Regions from separate parts of the Zea mays genome. Here region 1 is linked to region 2. The links are chromatin contacts, called in public Hi-C maps. All regions are on one chromosome and are shown on one strand. Each heading gives the region's core, a stretch centred on a gene start, on an enhancer-like site or on the middle of the called end of the contact. The rest is flanking DNA. Distances are from core to core; before and after follow the strand shown.

Region 1 (3,662 bases), core at 919-3,418, 250 kb after region 2:
TTGCTCCTCGGATCGTGGCAGCGTCTGGGCCATCCCCAGCGGCGGTGGGTCTTCGTTTCGGCCACATGTTCGCACTGCTCCACCTCCTCGCGGCGTGGCCGGGACCAATGCACGGAGGCAGGGCTCGCGGTGGCCGGGGGGAAATAGAGGGAGGTGGAGGAGAGGGGCTGGCAGCGGAAGGGGCAGTGGCGAAAGGAGCGGGCGAAGGCGGAGGAGGCCTAGAGCGTGCTCATGGTAGCTGAGCACAGGAGAAGAGGGACGGTGTGGGAGAGAAGTGGAGAACACGGAACCGTTCAGGCGCTCACAGCTCTATTGGATGAATGTTTCGGTTCCGCGATCAACTTGGCCACGCGTCGACACGGTGATGGCTGTAAGCCCGCGAAATGCGGACAGAGCTTCAAAAGGGGTCAAGTTTAGCTTCAAAAGGGGAGGAGGATGCGCTACTCCACGCCTCGGGGGCGTCCATGGCTGCCTGGGGGTGGTAGGAGCCGACCTCTCTCTGCTTGCTCCGATTGCTTCAGCTGCCTGCGAGAAGCAAGGTGGAAGACTGGAAGGGAGGTGAGGAGAGGGAATGGCGGAGGTGGCAGCACGCGACTTTGACAGTGCTGCTCCCGTGGCTCTAAATCCCCGACGGCACTGTGGACGAAGATCTGGAAGTGAGAAACAGAGGAGAAGGAGGCTTACCATCTCGAAGCTGTTGTCGTGGTACTCAAAGGAAGCATAGTGCTTCTTCTGCTTCTTCCCCTTGCCAGTGCTCTTGACCGGTTCCCCTACAGCTACGGGCACCGCCTCCGTGTTCTCCTCCTCGCGAGGATCCTCCGCCTGCGGCTCCACCTCATCGGGCTCCTCATCCTTGCTCCTCGGATCGTGGCGGCGTCTGGGCCATCCCCAGCGGCGGTGGGTCTTCGTTTCGGCCACATGTTCGCACTGCTCCACCTCCTCGCGGCGTGGCCGGGACCAATGCACGGAGGCAGGGCTCGCGGTGGCCGGGGGGAAATAGAGGGAGGTGGAGGAGAGGGGCTGGCAGCGGAAGGGGCAGTGGCGAAAGGAGCGGGCGAAGGCGGAGGAGGCCTAGAGCGTGCTCATGGTAGCTGAGCACAGGAGAAGAGGGACGGTGTGGGAGAGAAGTGGAGAACACGGAACCGTTCAGGCGCTCACAGCTCTATTGGATGAATGTTTCGGTTCCGCGATCAACTTGACCACGCGTCGACACGGTGATGGCTGTAAGCCCGCAGAATGCGGACAGAGCTTCAAAAGGGGTCAAGTTTAGCTTCAAAAGGGGAGGAGGATGCGCTACTCCACGCCTCGGGGGCGTCCATGGCTGCCTGGGGGTGGTAGGAGCCGACCTCTCTCTGCTTGCTCCGATTGCTTCAGCTGCCTGCGAGAAGCAAGGTGGAAGACTGGAAGGGAGGTGAGGAGAGGGAATGGCGGAGGTGGCAGCACGCGACTTTGATAGTGCTGCTCCCGTGGCTCTAAATCCTCGACGACACTGTGGACGAAGATCTGGAAGTGAGAAACAGAGGAGAAGGAGGCTTACCATCTCGAAGCTGTTGTCGTGGTACTCAAAGGAAGCATAGTGCTTCTTCTGCTTCTTCCCCTTGCCAGTGCTCTTGACCGGTTCCCCTACAGCTACGGGCACCGCCTCCGTGTTCTCCTCCTCGCGAGGATCCTCCGCCTGCGGCTCCACCTCATCGGGCTCCTCATCCTTGCTCCTCGGATCGTGGCGGCGTCTGGGCCATCCCCAGCGGCGGTGGGTCTTCGTTTCGGCCACATGTTCGCACTGCTCCACCTCCTCGCGGCGTGGCCGGGACCAATGCACGGAGGCAGGGCTCGCGGTGGCCGGGGGGAAATAGAGGGAGGTGGAGGAGAGGGGCTGACAGTGGAAGGGGCAGTGGCGAAAGGAGCGGGCGAAGGCGGAGGAGGCCTAGAGCGTGCTCATGGTAGCTGAGCACAGGAGAAGAGGGACGGTGTGGGAGAGAAGTGGAGAACACGGAACCGTTCAGGCGCTCACAGCTCTATTGGATGAATGTTTCGGTTCCGCGATCAACTTGGCCACGCGTCGACACGGTGATGGCTGTAAGCCCGCGGAATGCGGACAAAGCTTCAAAAGGGGTCAAGTTTTAAGAAAGTAGATTAGATAAAGACTCCTATAGCCGCTTCACTCTTTTTTTTTTCGCTAGAAACCGAACATTATTCACAGAATAGAAAACAATCCGTCCTTAGCTGCGTGCATCTCCTCGCCGGTGGCCCTCGCGGCAAGGCTGGCGGCGGCTCCGACGGCGTCACGAAGCGGGCAGCAGCTCCGGCACCACGGTGGACTACCGATAACCGGCGTCGGCAACTGGCTGACGTTGGGTGTTTTCCGGCCGTCGCATCCATGCAACCGCTCCAAAAGCTTCTAGAAGCCGCTGCCGCCACCTCTACCCCTCTCGCCGCCGCGCATCTCCACGCTAACATTCTCCGCTCGGGCCTCCTCCACTCTTCGCACCACCTGACCGCGCACGTCCTCGCGTGCTACCCTCCGGGCCTCGCCCGCGACCTGTTCGACGAAATCCGCAGCCCGACGCCGCGCCTCGCCAACGCGCTCCTCCGCGCCCACATCCGCGCGCGGCAGTGGCGCGCCGCTATCCTCCTTGGTCAGCGGCTCCGAGTGCGCCGGGACGGCTTCACTCTCTCGCTCCTGCTGAGGGCCTGCACCGCGCTCCCCTCGCTCACCCATGGCCGCGCCGTGCACGCGGCCGCCGTACGCTCTTGCACCGCGTCTGAAGACGCCTTTGTCGCCACAGCGATCGTGCAGATGTACTCCAGGTGTGGAGACATGGCTGGGGCCATCAACGCGTATGGCATGCTTGAGAAGCCGGACATTGTGCTCAGGACGTCTGTGGTAACCGGCTACGAGCAGAACGGAATGGCCGAGGAAGCACTGGAGTTCTTTGCAAGGAACGTTGTTGGTCAGGGCGTTTTGGTGACACCAGTCACACTTGTGAGTGTGATGTCGGCAGCAGCACAGTTGGGGCATGTCCGGAAGGGACAGGCGTGCCACGCTTATGTTGTCAGAAACAGCTTGAGCTATGATCTAGCTTTAGTAAATGCTGTTCTCGGCTTTTATGTGAAAATTGGTGATTTACAGGCATCTATGAGGTTATTTGAGGGCATGACAGATAGGGATGTGATCACTTGGAGCTGCATGATCAAAGGGTATGTGCAACACGGAGACGCACACACAGGGTTCAGAATGTACAGGGAGATGGTTAAGGCACGTGTCCAGCCCAATTCAGTGACTTTAGTGAGTGTTCTGCAGGCTTGTGCGCTAGTTGTCGATGCTGAGGAAGGTAAGCGACTTCACCGTGTTGCTGTCAGCATAGGTTGTGAGCTTGAGCTGGGTGTAGCGACGGCTTTGGTTGATATGTACATGAAGTGCTCATGTCATGAGGAGGCAATGCGCTTATTTCATCGGATGCCAAAGAAAGATGTGGTTGCTTGGGCTGCTGTCATTGGTGGCCTCACACAAAATGAACTCCCTGGTGAATCCCTCCATTCGTTCAAATGCATGTTGTTGAATGATCATGTTCCTGATGCCGTCACGATGGTGAAGGTACTTGCTGCATGCTCAGAATTTGGAGGTAATCGCCTAGCCATTTGTCTCCATGGCTATTTAGTTA
Region 2 (3,577 bases), core at 56-2,555:
GCATACAACAAAAAATGTGAAGACAACAAAAGATTAGCATTTGGAGTTTTGGATACTCACCACAGATATAGAAACATTAGACCGATTGCCGGACGCCGATGATGCTGTTGTTGCATGCATCTTCTGCATCGAAATGGGTGGCTTCTTTGTGAGTTGCTTGGTTCGAGTTCGAGATCGAGACCCCAAACTTGCTGGCAATGGAGTGTTCTCCTCCTCCATAGTGCTTGAACTGTTGAAATGGTACATATTAATACAGTCCCAGTATCAGTGAATCAGTCTCTCTTGAAGCCACTTCTCATATGTGAAAAGGTATAAATCCTAATAAAACTATCACACAATAATGTAGCCATTTCTCTTCATACCATGTCACTTAGGCAGCAGCAGCAGCCATGGCGAGTCCGCGAGTTGGCCGACGGCGAGGCTCTTGGCTTGGGGCGACGACGAGGGTCTTCGGATGATGGCGAGTTGGCGACTGGCGAGTCCGCGAGTCCGCACGGGCGACGGTCTTCAGGCGCGCGCACGGGCGTGCCGCGTGCCGCGTGCGGACCTGCTGCCCGGCCACCCCGTGCCGGCGTGCCGTGTCTCGATGCGGGAGCAGTGGCCAGTGGACGCCGCCGCCCGCCGGTGGCCGCTTGACCGGTGGCGCTGGAGTGGAGGTGGAGTGGAGCCTGGAGGCAGCGCCGACCGCCGAGCGCCCGAGCCGCCGTGACGTCTAGGGTTTGTGGCGGATTTGCGAACTGCGATTGCGAATTTGGGACTGCGCTGCGCCCTGCGCGTTGCCGCGTTGGCCGCGGGCTGAGGATTCTAGAAGTGGCGCTGGAAATAGGAATGCAAGAAGGATTAGTGGGCTCAGCCGCTCAGGAAATGGGCTGACAGCTGATGGGCCAAGTCAAAGAAGCGAAAGTGGCGCTGGAATGTTGCAGCTCGGTTAGCTCGCGAGCTGGCTCGAGCTCAGCTCGAGCTGACTCGTTAAGAAACCGAGCTGGGACGCTGGCTCAGCTCGTGTAAAAATTCAAACGATCCGATCCGAGTCGAGCCGAGCAGGCTACGAGCCGAGCGAGCCAACGAGCCACAAGTATTTCGTCCAGCCCTAACCGCGCGACACCATGCACGCAGGTGTATGTACAGTGCAAGAGTCTGGCCGGGCAGGGGCATGGCTGGAGGCTGCAGCCGGCGTCTCTCCCCCTGCGCGCAGACCGTTGGGCGCCACGGTGCAGGCGGCGTGGGGGCGTTGTGGGTTGTCTTCTATTTGTCGCTGCCGGCGGTAGGCGGGGCAGAGGGGATCTCTGCCGGTGCAGCCCAACAGGGGCCCTGAAAGCCACCCCTGCAGCCCTGCTGGGCCTGGGCGGACGACACCCCACATGCGCCGTGCATGACGATGACGATGACGATGCAGCCGCGAGACAAAAGGTCCAGCACCCCGGTGATCCGGCGGCCAGCTAACCCAACCATCTGGAAGTACAGCAGATGGAACGCGCGTCACTTTCGTGGCTCCGAACAGTTCGGCTTTACTAGTTTTTATCATTACTATCTGGAATTTACATCGCTCCGAACTGAGGGGACACATATAAGATTCACAATATATTATTATTCGTAAATGTTGCATATATTGTGTATTCTGTTTGTTTGTTTTTTTATTTATGAAGAGGTGGTGGTTGTACATGCGATCGAAATCAAAATCGTATGTCTGCAACTTTGAGGTCTTATTTTGCCCTGCAAGCTAAGTCTGCTACTCACATGTGTGTGGCACATATCTATAAGATTCAGCTTATGCGCCTTAATACAAGACCATAGACAAAAAAAACTATAATAATTTCCGTGCCTCATAAAAAGAACTGGTAATAATGGGTTATTAAGAGATGTCTCCACCACAATCTCTCTGCTTGTTGCATCTCCTTGTCAACAACTCTTGTTAGACAGACTATCCCTGGCTCAAAAGTGACCAGAGACGTGTCACTCCCATCACACATGGATCGAGCAGAGCATGCACTATCTCTTTTTTCCGAGGACTTTGATTGAAACCGACTGGATTACTCCAGAGTCGTCCTAGAGGTTGTTAGGACTCCGATCCATCTCGCATTGCTTCATTATCATGAGCACTCCAACTTTTGTCCCGATGCAGCAGTGTCAGCTTAGCACTGCGGCACCGCACCCGCCTCATCTTCGCAGCTCCGTTTCCTGCAGTGGGTGTGTGCCCATGATTTTACCACCAGCATCGTTATGCTGGTTGTTAGAGTTTTCACTCAGAAATACAGGTCTAAGTACAATTTCCGTACGTTGTAACGTAACATAAAAATAAATATTATACTTTATTTTAATCAAAAGGTCTAGAAAGGTATAAGGTAAAAAAAATAGGCTGACCCTGTTTTTAATAGCTCGTTCGATCGTTCGTCATTCTTTAGCTAGCGGGTGGTATTATGTGGAAAAGTTGTGTTACGTGTGGCTCCTCTCATGTTAGGCTTAGGTAGTCATGACTTATCTATGAGGTAATAGCCCACTACTAGGAGAGGAGAATAAACCTACTGTTGACGCCTTTTCGGAGCGCCAAATACTCAAGAAGAACCGGCGGCGGTGCTCTCTGCACAGGGGCGGACGGTCCGCGCGCGGGGCCGGACGGTCCGCGGCCTGGTGCGAGGCGCGGTGGTGCTCTCTGCGCAAGGGCGGACTGTCCGCGGCCTGGGGCTGGACGGTCCGCGGCCTGGCGCACGGTTAGGGCTCCTGCCTGACGACCGGACGGTCCGCGCCCTGGGGCCGGACGGTCCGCGCGTACGCAGGGACGGCGGAAGATCGCCGACGGCGCCTGGATCTCGCTCCCGGGAGGGACCCCGTCGGGGAGTAGAGATCCTAGGTGGTGTCTAGGCTCGGGTAGACCGATCTAGACTCCTCTAATCGACGTAGAGTCGAGGAGAGGCGGAGAATTTGGGGATTGAGAGGCTCAACCTAAACTAGACTAGAACTACTCCTAGGATAAAATGCGAATAAAAGTTGTATTGATTCGATTGTTGATGATTACAAATCGGCCGTATACCTCTCTATTTATAGAGGAGGGGGGCTGGACCCTTTATAAACTAATTTCCGAGCTTATCCCATGATTTTAGCTAACAACCGTAGCACAAAACTCGGAACCCTAATCTGTTCTGCGCACGCGCGGACCGTCCGGCCCACAGGCGCGGACCGTCCGGACCGCGGACCGTCCGGCCTCAGGGCCGGACCGTCCGCGCTCAATTTTGGTTCGAACATATGCCCCCCTGCCTTTTGGTGGAGCTGAGCGAACCAAAAGCAACTAACTCGATGTTATCACATCGGTTTTCTTAGGCATCTTGCCACTTACTAGGATGGTACGCAGTGGCCTTGGTCTCGATGGTTGACTCAACGGACGTGATCCCTTTAGATTTGATCGAACTGTCAGTCCCAACATCGCCGAGCGTCATACTGGTCCTGACCAATTCGTCACCTTGCCTTCCTAATTCTCTAAGTGTTCTGGCGTAGCTCCGTAGTCGACCAGGTCTTCTCCTTGCAGGTCGTCTTCCTCCATGGGCGTCGGTACGTCGTCGGAGGTGTCTTGGTGTAGTGCGGA

What was found. A called contact is a pair of places that touch in the nucleus more often than the background predicts.
Region 1: a Hi-C map of ear shows a contact between it and region 2, with 2.4 times the contacts expected there. The contact joins the promoter of LOC103653970 here to the enhancer-like site in region 2. A contact is called at or near these places in 2 of 25 Hi-C or Micro-C datasets (ear and tassel).

The regions. Positions count from the first base shown.
Region 1 is chr4:165,425,266-165,428,927 of Zm-B73-REFERENCE-NAM-5.0, forward strand. It overlaps LOC103653970 (putative pentatricopeptide repeat-containing protein), which reads left to right and starts at 2,169. Exons shown (of 1, transcript XM_008680796.3): 1 at 2,169-3,662. The coding sequence starts at 2,378.
Region 2 is chr4:165,180,541-165,184,117 of Zm-B73-REFERENCE-NAM-5.0, forward strand. No RefSeq gene overlaps it. Among protein-coding and RNA genes, the nearest start is that of LOC100273484, 46 kb to the left of the region's middle. Within about 2 kb of position 1,306, at least 16 of the 20 cell types and tissues checked have an H3K27ac peak or open chromatin away from gene starts, as enhancers often do. A contact at or near this core is called in ear and tassel, where this site is marked.